Linked DNA regions of Rattus norvegicus: all the other regions are linked to region 2. Evidence: chromatin contacts called from public Hi-C data. All regions are on one chromosome and are shown on one strand. Each heading gives the region's core, a stretch centred on a gene start, on an enhancer-like site or on the middle of the called end of the contact. The rest is flanking DNA. Distances are from core to core; before and after follow the strand shown.

Evidence for each region. Hi-C and Micro-C count contacts between places; a contact is called where the count stands out from the background.
Region 1: a Hi-C map of liver shows a contact between it and region 2, with 7 times the contacts expected there. The contact joins two enhancer-like sites. A contact is called at or near these places in 2 of 12 Hi-C or Micro-C datasets (both in liver).
Region 3: a contact with region 2 is called in a Hi-C map of liver, with 4 times the contacts expected there. The contact joins two enhancer-like sites. A contact is called at or near these places in 2 of 12 Hi-C or Micro-C datasets (kidney and liver).

The regions. Positions count from the first base shown.
Region 1 is chr2:240,704,894-240,708,802 of GRCr8, reverse strand. It overlaps a transcript of Adgrl2 not described here. Among named protein-coding and RNA genes, the nearest start is that of Adgrl2, 210 kb to the right of the region's middle. Within about 2 kb of position 2,047, at least 8 of the 93 cell types and tissues checked have an H3K27ac peak or open chromatin away from gene starts, as enhancers often do. A contact at or near this core is called in liver, where this site is marked.
Region 2 is chr2:240,539,463-240,543,186 of GRCr8, reverse strand. It overlaps a transcript of Adgrl2 not described here. Among named protein-coding and RNA genes, the nearest start is that of Adgrl2, 46 kb to the right of the region's middle. Within about 2 kb of position 1,331, at least 2 of the 93 cell types and tissues checked have an H3K27ac peak or open chromatin away from gene starts, as enhancers often do. A contact at or near this core is called in liver, where this site is marked.
Region 3 is chr2:240,682,386-240,686,335 of GRCr8, reverse strand. It overlaps a transcript of Adgrl2 not described here. Among named protein-coding and RNA genes, the nearest start is that of Adgrl2, 190 kb to the right of the region's middle. Within about 2 kb of position 1,770, at least 2 of the 93 cell types and tissues checked have an H3K27ac peak or open chromatin away from gene starts, as enhancers often do. A contact at or near this core is called in liver, where this site is marked.

The sequences.
Region 1 (3,909 bases), core at 798-3,297, 160 kb before region 2:
TTTTAAAGATAGAGACAGGGTATGTGTCTCTAACTGGATCTGAGATAATTAGACATTAGTAATTGATTCCACTGACTCCAAATGACTTCAATTTTCATAAGGGAAATGTATGCCTTAATGTTGTGACCTTTGCCTGCTAACGATAATCTAGAACCTTCTTAGAGTAAGGAGATGACAGTACAAATTTCCACATGCAGTTGGAACTATTCTGTACAAACTATTTCTGTGCAGAGTCATGAGTGGTGTTTGCTCTGTGCTTACATCCACTGCTAGAAATGATTTTCGGTTTTCAGTTACTAGATTTATAAATAAACCTTAAAATTCATGCTGCGTGTGGGGCGTGCTTGTGATCGCGTGTGCATGTGCACGTGGGCAGGTAGGGTTGATCTGCGTCTGTGGACATATGTGTGTGTGTAGAGGCCACAGGTAACAGTCAGTTCTTTTCATTGTTGCTCCCATGGCATAGTTGGAGACAGGGTATCTCACTTAAGCCAGAGCTCCACATTGATTCGATGATAACTCCAGAGTTCCTCCTGTCTCTGGCATCTCGGAGGACATCATAGACACTTGTCTAAAAGCCTGGCTTCCCACATGTGTACCAAGGATCTGATTTCAGGTCTTCATGAGGGAATTTTTACCGATGGAGTTATTGCCTCAGCTAATACTTTTGAGTATATAATGACACTAAAATCTATGATTGTCGACATTGGATCTATATGAAATATGACCAGTCCCTATCAACTGCTTGGCTTCTCCCACTCTTCTTTGTCTTTATAAATCATTGCTCCATAAACACTGAAATAGGAATTGAGCAATGGGAGACTTGGAAGAACCATCACAATTATGTGATGAGGGAAACATCTGGAAAGGGGGGGGGTCATGACCTAATTCTCTTCTGAAAATAATAAAGGAAACTCTTCGGTGAGCCCCCTGAAGAATCATGAGTGGAAGTGCCCGTCAAACATTAACTAAGACAGCGTGTGCCAAAGCTTTCGGTACCTCGGGTTGTCACTCTGCTCCATAAATATTTATTCTGCTGATGGTTTTTAAAAACCTGCTAGTCTCTTTTTTTACACGTGGAAGTTAAGTTGGTATGTTTATTTTAGATTATATTACAGAACTTTTCGGCAGTTGGGGTTTTTAAAAACATTTATTCAACTCCCTTTTCTATTTCAAGTTGGTGGGTTGACTGGAACGCCTTAGGAGTTGGTAGGAACTGGCTTGCCTCAGGTGAGAGTGGATCTCACCAACTACAACGTGCTTCCCTTAGAAATTTAAAAACCTCTCTGGATAAGCAGAGATATTAGGAAATTTGGGGGGTTTGCTTGTTTTGTTTTGTTTGGAAAGAAATTTTTACTGTCAACAAGACATCCAATGACAGAAGCTTTCAGAAGACAATGACTTTGAAGGTTTCAGTTACTGTCAGCCCAAGAGTGATCACAGCCTTTCTGCGTTATAAATCCTTCTGGGATGTGGAAGATGGTTCAGTTGGTGCCATAACATGCCTGCCTCACACACTGAGGACCTGAGGCCAACCCTGGCACTCACCTACAAAGCCAAGCACTGGAGTGACATACACAGGAGGGTCCTTATGGTTAACTTCAAGTTCAGTGAGAGACCAAGCCTCGAGATATAATGTACAGAACACTGGTCTCTGCCTTCAGAGAGAGCCTAGGACAGTAAGAGACACCTCTGCATGTACCTGTACCACAGGATCACAAATGCTGTGCTGTTGTCAGTCCTGAGTACCAGCAGAGCAGGGAAACATGACCTCCTGGCCACCTTACCACCGAGAGATGTAACTGAGGATCACAAAGCAATGGACGCCTAAATGAAGGTCAGCAAAAGCCTCCGTGGAGAGATCTTTAGCAGGTGCTTCTCAACTGTGAAGTCCCAGGAAGACCTGCAGGACTGTGACCTGTGTGACTGTTAGATAAAGTCTCTCAAGTTTGTGGGACCTAAACTGTGACTCTAAGGGTAACTCGGTTTTGCGCAACAGTGTCTGCTCTGAGTAATTGGGAAATCTTCTCTGAAATCATTAACAGTTCTAGGAGGCCATTGTTTCAACATGGGAGTGAGTCACGCTCTGGTATATCCAGTACTGGGGCAACTGTGGTCATAACTAATTAATATCTGAGACAACCACGGGGCAACATAACCGAGGCGACGTACTTGTCTCTTCAGTCGGTTCACAGACTCGTTTAGTTGGCAAGACGAAGTGACAGGAGCTTTCGATGAGAAGGTCTTGTTTTGGCATCTGCGTTCATCTCTTTGGGCCACCATTTAAATGTACGAGCGAACTCAGTGCTTTGTCCGTGTGAGCCTTGTGGGGTTGCTGTCACAGAAGGCTGGAGGCGGTTCTCAAGGAGCGAAGTCCAGGTGCCAGGGATCTTGGGAGTCCTTCTTATGACATCACTTCTATTACCTCCTGGCAGAAAGTGGAAGGGCACAAAAGGATAAGAAAATGGGCCAAAGTATGGTCACGTGACCATACTGTCTTCTCAGAAGGACCTGATTCCTACTTTGGGGAACCCACTCCCCTGATTTGGGGAACTCACTTCTGGTTATGCAAGGCCTTGTGCAGGCAACAGCTCAGCCTCCCCAAACCCCTTCATGTCTAGACTCCTTAGATTTAATCTCTCTCTCTCTCTCTCTCTCTCTCTCTCTCTCTCTCTCTCTCTCTCTCTGTGTGTGTGTGTGTGTGTGTGTGTGTCCTGCTTCTGGTGATGGGACATTTATGTTGATAAAAATATTTTGACCTAATTTTGTTGAAATTTGAGCGGCAACCCACAGGATTCAGAGTCTTGGTTTTCTACCCCGAATTTGCTGTGAGTGGTGAGCAGGTATTTCCATGTTCACCTGCGGCTTTGTGTGAGACAGGGAGTGGGCGTGGGCCTGTAAGGTCAGAGGTCAACCTTTCCTATGGCTCCTCTGCGGCTGTTCACCTACAACAAGGTGAGACGAAGTGAAACAGCGTGATTGGTCCCTGATTACCTCAGAACCTGCCTAGTGGTCAGCGAGGTCCAGCAGCTGCTCCTGTCTCTACATCCCCATCGTCGTGGTCATAAGCAAACCTTACCAGGCCAGGATTTTAAAACAGGATCAAACTCAGATGCTGGGACTCACAAGCACCTAAGCGCCTAAGCTCTCTCCCCGACCCTGAACTGCTGCTCCTTACAAAGCCTGTCCTGCCTGCCCCTTTCCTATCTGTCTGGCCATGACTAATGTTTCTGAGTGTTTAAATAACAAGACTCACTTTTAAAAGATTTAAGCACAGTTGCTCCCTGTGAATTTCAAACTTAATGAAAATTACCTGCCCTACCAGGAAAGCAGGGAGGCTTTCTTCCTCAGCAGGCAAAAGAGGGTGAGGATGGGCGAGGCTCCCCTCCTGATCTTTGTCTTTGGCTCCTGTCCTGTGGGGGAAGCTGTGTGGGTTGAGTGGTAGAAGTCCTCATTTCTCTTCATCCTGCAGTTCTGCTTCTCAATAACGCCTTATCTTACGCTACTTATCGTACTTATCCCCCCTCTTCCTCCTCCCCCTCCTCTTCTTCCTTCCCCTCCTCCCACTCCTCCTCCTCTTCCTCCTCCTCCCCCTCCCCCTCCTCTTCTTCCTCCTTCTCCCCCCTCCTCCTCCCTTCTCTTCCTCCTTCCCCTCCTCTCCTCCTGGTTCTCCTCTTCTTCCTACTCCTTCTTCCTTTCTGCTAAGGATTGAACCCGCCAGGTTTGGTTACATATTAAGCCAGAGGAAAATGCTGGGATCTTTAGCTCCAGTCTCCTTAGCCATCTTCCTCTGAAGTCTGCTTATGGAAGGAACTTTGCAGCAGCAACTCTTGGTCCCTTTATTTGCGTACCCAGCCTAATCCTAGAGGCAGAAATCAGCCATCTTTATTCTGGGTGTTACAGCAGGTA
Region 2 (3,724 bases), core at 82-2,581:
GCGCCATCCTTCTTGGTCAATTTACTTTAGACTAGGCTAACATGATCATAGATGCCAGTATTGGTTTCCAGACAGGAAGGTATTTGTAATGATTTCCATTTAATGGAATCTACACATCAACTAATAGGATAATTGTTCTACTGAAGTTTTAATAGCACAATATCTGGCAGGTATAGTATCACGTGCTCTGAAACAAAAGTAAGGAAAATGTCAGTTATTAAAAGTAGATGGAACTTCTTGAAGAGAGCAGTAGTCCATCAATACTACAAAATATAATTTTTTAGAAATAACATATTATCCCGTATTTCAACATGTTAGAAAAGGTACTCTGTAGCCCGCAATGTGTGACTTGGCTCAGTGGAGGAGAGGCCACACTGTATGTGAGATCCTTGGCTTAATATCCAGGATCACCAAATTTTACAGATAACTTACAGATACCTTTAAAAATGAGCATTATTTCTCTAAAGGGTTCTCATGCTGTGCAGACATTCATGATGATCACACTTTCCAGATTATAAACTGATGGAGTGACATTCCATGAGAAGCTTTCTTCACCTACAATTACACCGGAAATCTGTACGGGGAAACAGTGACCATAAAGTAAATTAAGAGTAAACATCAGCCGGGCGGTGGTGGTGCATGCCTTTAATCCCAGCATTCAAGAGGCAGAGGCAGGTGGATTTCTGAGTTCAAGGCCAGCCTGGTCTAGAGTGAGTTTCAGGGCCACATGGAAAAGCTCAGTCTCAAAATCAAAAATCTAAAAAACCAAACACACACACACACACACACACACACACACAAACAAACATATACACAAACACACACACATAAACAAACACATATACACATATACATGCACATACACACACATACAAACACACATACATATACAAACACACACACAAACATGCACACAAACACACACACATACACAAACACATATACACATACACATGCACATACACACACAAACACACACACGTGCACACACATACACAAACACACATACATACACACACACACACACATACACAAACACACATACATACACACACACACACACACACACACACACACACACACAACCAAAAACCCAAATAAACAAGAGGAGTATCAGTGATATCAGCAGGAAACATGCTGAATTGGGGTATTGAAAATGAGTCTTAACTCAGGTTCTGTAGGTTGCCCAGATTCTAAGTAAATATTCTCCTTTGAAAAATAGAATTAGCCTGTGTGGGGCTATCAATCCCTTGTGGCTTTAAGTAAAAGTCTAGCTTGTTTGCCTTAAAACATTCGTGTTTGGCTGTCTCTGCCATGAGTCCTACTCATTGGTTGAGCAATGGCTAGTAACCTCTGCAGTTGGCAACAGTCCTGAGAAGGTTGTTTGCTTCTGTCTGTGGGTGGGAAGTGTCTGATTTCTTTCACGTGTCCTTCCTGGGTGGAACATAATTACCGGGTATGGCATGGTGCAAGAGTAATGAGAAATAGCATTTGCTTCTGATAAACATGGGGGTTGGGGGTGGTGCAAACAAAACAACGTGTAAGGCAAGACTAAGACAGTATAGGGTTGTGGGGAGTTAGCAACCAGCTAGGAGAAAACTGAGGCCCTGTGAACTCCAGCCAATCGGTAAGCAGAACGATTCACCGTGCGAATTGCGAGTAACAAATCTGCTAGTATCACCGTGAACCCTTTGAACACAGGAAAGCACGTTCACTGTTACTTTGTACGTTTCTGCATGTCTTAGACGGGGACATGCGATCCACATGTTTGCTCAGAATATAAAGGAGTGTCTACTGAAGCATATAAAGAGGCTCCTCGTTTCCTGGAGGAAAAAGGAAAGGCATGAAAGGAAAGTGGGTCAAAAGTAAAGACCTTGTGTGCTTGTGTGTACATATATATTCATGTATATATGTGTGCACTTATGTAGACATATGCGTATTTGTGTGCATGTGCACCCGAGCTCGTGTTGGAGAGCTCACATACAGAGAGAGGCCAAAGCTCAATGTCAGTGCTCTTCACCGTTCTCCACATTCCGGTTTGAGACACTGGTTCTGGAATATATGGAGCTTGCCGACCGGGCTAGAATGGCTTGCTAACAAAGCTAAGCCGGGATCCTCCTGTCTCTGCCTCTCCAGCACCGGTGTGACAAGCACATCCTGTTATGCTAGCATTTCCATGAATCCTGTGAGATCCATTCAGGTTCCCAGGCCTGCACTGCATGGCTCTTACCTTCTCCCCAGCTCCCATCCAGTCCTGATGCTCTGACTTCCCACTCTCCACAGAATAGAGACTCGGGTCAAGATGCACTTCTGTTTCCTTTAATGCCATTCCGAGAGGACAAGAGGCACTGGCAGAAACTGGGTGACTCACGCAGGAGATACTTTAGGTCTGCAGGAGGCAACGGGATTCATGGGGAACTTGTACGTTGGTGCCCGGATATCTGTTTACCAAGAAAAATCCCATACTCAAGGGTGCTGTGAGGTTACAAATAAACCATGCTCTCAGGAACCCTTGCCTTGAGCCCCAGAAGCTAAAAATACATAACCTCTCAATTGCCCACCACCAAACAAGGATCTGACACGTGCTAGTCAGTGCTCCACCCTGAGCTACATTCCCACTCTCCAAATCTCAGTTTTCAGTTGACAAATAACAGATTAAAAACCAAAAGACTATTCGACCTTGTGTCTGCGGGGCAAACAAAACTGCATGTGTGGGCTAGCCTTGTTCTGCTCCAGCAGTCTGTAGCATCTGAGGTATGCTGATAATTTATAAGCATGGTCTAAGGAACTACTGTGGTGGAGAACAAGTAGAACCAGCATTGCAGAAATGTGTAGCAGGCAACGTTAAATACGGCCATTATGATGGTTCCAGAAGACCCCAACTCCCAATCATCAAAGACAGGTGTAGGGAGAACCGGTATGGTTTCCTTGACACTATGAACTAGTATTCTGCTGTATTCCCAGAGAATTTCAGGAAAAGATAGAACGTGAAAGAGAACGAAAAAATTAACATGTAAAGTGACGGCACAATGTCTACTACGTCTCTGGAAATTTCCATTAATTAATTTGCTCTTTGAGATAGCATTGATACAGGTTGTGGTCGTTTGGAAGGCCAAGGAAACCAAAAAACGTTTAAAAAATTTTATTTCTGGTTCTCGGATATAAGGTATTTGGACTTGAAAGATTGGTAAGTCATAGTGAGCTAAGTTAGAAGTATGATGCATTTAAACATAATGTGAAATTTGTCCAAAATGTTTTGCCTTTAAACAAATTCCGAGTGCTGAGGTTAGAAACAGAAACTGTGGGAAGTCCTTTTCGAAGTGACAAGGCCACCACCATTTCAACTTTGCTGAACTTGGTACAATGCCAATAAATACACACACACACACACACACACACACACACACACACACACACACATATACACACACACTCATGCACACACATATACATATACTCATATAAACAATAAACTCATTTATAACAGAAACTAGAAACCCCCTTCAACAAATTGTCCTTTGTGATGTTACTAAAAAGTGTTATTTACTAAAAAGAACGTATGCATTCAAATACAACCTTCTTCTTAAGTTAATTTTTTCAGAAATCACTCACACTTTGATGGCAATCACCGATATGTGAAATTTACAAATAGCTTAGAAAAATATTTCAGTGGACTGACTAAAAACAATCTATCTAAGCGAATTTATTCCATTTGTAATAAGTA
Region 3 (3,950 bases), core at 521-3,020, 140 kb before region 2:
GGCGACTGAAGCAGTAGGTGAGCAATGATACTTTAATTCAGCATTGTGTGCTTTCATACGAAATTTATAAACTGGAAACGCGCACTGGCGAGACAGCTCAGCAGGTAAAGGACCTTGTCCCCAAGCCTGACAGGCTGAATTGGGTAACCCCTGTGACCCAAAGCGTAGAAGGAGAAAACTCACTCCTGAAAGTTGTCTTCTGAAACACACACACACACACACACACACACACACACACACACACACACACACACACACACACACCAAATAAAAACTTAATAGAAACAAGAATTAAAAGGTAAAGCACGTAACTCACATATGATGTGCATGTTCCATGGATTGTGTTACTTAGATTCTCGCCAAGCGAAACGATCACGTTAAAGAACATTATTACAAGGGCCAGAGACACGGCTCAGTGTTAACAATACTGAGTGCTCTTAGAAAATCTAAGTTCAAATCCTAGCGCCCCACAGCTCACAACCGGCTCTAACTCTAGCTCCAGGGGACCCAGTGCTGTCTTCTGCCTTCAGCATGCTTAGGGTGCACTTACATAGCAATACTACATGAGTAGCCATAAGCAGTGGGCAAGGGAAGTAACATGTTCATCGATATTGGAGCACTGGAACGTTCCACTGGAGTCCGCTGACGTTTGAGTCCGACTTCACTGTCATTATGGAAGTGAGCCTTTTGTTGTTCTGTCTCTATCTTCGAGGTTCGAGTAATCAATGAAATTAAATAACACACCCACAGGGCACCCAGTGCTGCCTTATATTGATGTGAGAGATGTGTTCTGCCCTCAAGTAAGGCAAGTTTCATGGAATAGATCATTGAACAGAACGATCCAAAACTATGAAAGAATAATTTGATGCGAGCACTCCCTGATTAGTCTGGTAGCACTTCTAAGTAGGTGTTTAAATATATAAGTTCAGGATGAAGTGGAAGTGCCCTCCACTGGCAATCAGGAAAGCAGAGCTTGTGAACGTGTTACCAGGAAAGGCCTTCTTGGCGAGTGATGCGTCAGGACCATCGTGGAACGGTGAAATGAACAATGGGAGCCTGGGTTACAGCCTCAAGTTTCTCACCAGAATCCGAATAGCGGTGAGAACAAAGTGTGACACCTGCGTCTCTCCTCCATGGTGACAATAGCTTCATCCAAGAAGTCCCAGGGAGGGAGGCAAAGCCCATCTTCCCGATCTGCCACAGACTACGCATGGCAGTCTGCTCCAGGTACTTGGATCTCTGTGGTAATCAGCATGCCAAGATGGATGGATCTGAGTTGTCCACACCCTCATGTGGGAACTTCTCTGCCTTAGAGTGTAGACAGAATTCTAACTCGCTCTGTCTGGTCGCCTAGCTGACGGTCAGCTCACAGCCTTGTGAGATCCTGTCTAGGTTCTTCAGAGCTGTGTGAAACAGATGTCTCTGTGTGTTAGGCTTCTGAGTCTGTGGTTGTTTTTCGGCTGTTGCAATAGTTAATAATCTAACTTTTGCCTAATCTAATGAAAGGACAAAGTCTGCTTGGAATCTAGTTCAGCTCTGTTCACTCGCCCACTTCCTCCTCTGTTCCTAGATGTGATTTGTTGTGCATTTATATTTTTGCCTCTACAACTTGTTAAACCTGAAGACGGACCCTCCCCACTCCACTGCCATTTCCCCTCTCAAATCCCATTTCTAGTATGGGGAATAGAGATGAACGTAGAAAGAAAGAGGCTAGGAAGATCTCTCCGGCAGGTAGGTACCTGTCATGCAAGCAAGAGGACCTGAGTTTGGCTCCAGAGAACCCCACATAAAAGCCAAGTGCCATCCAAATATATTCAAACGGACAAGCTTCACCTTCAGCTAGACACCCTGCTTTTAAAATTAAGATAAAAAAGGGCTGGAGAGATGACTCAGCAGATAAGAGAACTATCTGCTCTTCCAGAGGTCCTAAGTTCAATTTCCAGCAACTACAGGGTGGCTCAGAACCATCTGTAATGAGATCTGATGCCCTCTTCTGATGTGTCCAAAGAGAGGGAGAGTGTATTCACATACATAAAATAAATGAAAATTTAAAAAATTAAGATGAAAAAAATCAAGAAAGACCCCTGAGCCAATATCTTACCCCCCACCACCACTATACACACATACACACACACACCACTGTACACACACACCACTACATACACTCTACACATACACACACCACTATACACACACCATACACACATACACAAACACACCAATATACACACCACCATACACACACATACACACACACACAAACACACCAATATACACACCACCACTATACACACATACACACACACACCACTGTACACACACACCACTACCTACACTCTACACATACACACACCACTATACACACACCATACACACATACACAAACACACCAATATACACACCACCATACACACACACATACACACACACACACACACACACTACACATACATACACATATTACACACAGAGCAGAAAGAACATTTGTATAAATAGATTTTACCTCCTTGCTTTAGATCAAATAAGTATTGTTGTAGGAAATAAGCCATCACCAAAAAGGAGCTGTGAGAAGTTATGAGTTACCCCTGTCCAGTTGCACTGGTCTAGTGTGTATGCCCTCACACAAACTCTGGCACTCCCTGCCCTTCTGGGTCTGCATTTTCAAACACTATAACAAAACACGTTTTCCCAAGTTATTCGATAATCTTTGACAACAGCCTTGCTGGTTTTGTAATGCTTCTGACGTGCTGTTTCATTTTATGTTTATAATTCAAGTCCTTTAATCAATCTGGATAAGGCAGAATTTAAAGGGACTGTGAGCGCTTCTGACCAGCCAGGGGCCCGGGTTAGAGACAGTTGTTTTATTCTGAACCTCATCGGCCTTTTCCCACTTGAGAAACATTATGGATAATCTGTATAGAAAGCAGAGTCTGATTCGGAATCAGACACGGGTCTAACAAGGAACCAAAGTTTTCCATTTCTGCAGGAAGAACACTGATCTGGTGCTTCCCCTTGGATTAGGCCTCTGATAGGCAGGAATTGTTTCAGGCCGACATAAGTGTCCACAAGAGGAACTTTGGACTGAATGCTTCAACAAGAACTAAGTTAGTAACAACAGAGCAATGACAGACAGCAGGAGAAGGTGTCTCCTTCAGTGGGCACGTAAAGGAACCTGTGTGAGAATATACAGCGTAAGTGTGAGGGTTGGGATGAAACGTCCCACATGCTTGGTCACTTGAAGGCTGGCCTCTGGTTTGTGGCACTGTTTGCGTAGGACTGGGTGGTCTGACCTAGATGGAGGAAGTTTGTTACTGGAGGCTGGATTTTGTGGTCTCCAAAGGCACATACCATTTCCAGTTTCTTTTCTCTATTTCCTGCTTGCTATACACGAGACAAGAGCCCTTAGCTGTTCCTGCCAGCTCTTGTGGCACTTGCTTGCTCTTGTGGCACTTGCTTGTTCCATGCTTCCTCTCCATGATGTTGGTGGAATGTGGGTCTCCCTTCTCCCAGGGGTCACTGGTCACTGGCCCACGAGGATGAAGGGAACAGAGTAGATGACACAGGCTTCAGATGGTATGAACAAAATGACGTCATTTACAATCAGCTTCCGGGAGACCGATCAACTTTATATAGGGTGAATCGAGGTTTATGTCGTTTTGGGTGAGGAGATTTAAATAGCCAGGGTGGGCAGAGGTTGCTGACTGAAGGGGATGGCACTGAGATACCTCCTTAGCATGTGGGAGGCATTCCAGGACTCTCAGGTGCTTGCTGATTGGGAGAAAGGAAGTTGAACCTGTGACCTAACCAAGGCTAAGTGACATTAGGAGGGTAGAGGGTATCGTGGTTTGGAGACAAGGTCAGAGAAGGAAAAGTCCTGCTGGTAAAAGCAGCCTCCATTTTGCAACAAGGACTTTCCAGTAATGTTATACTTTGACCTTAATTAGCAGTGC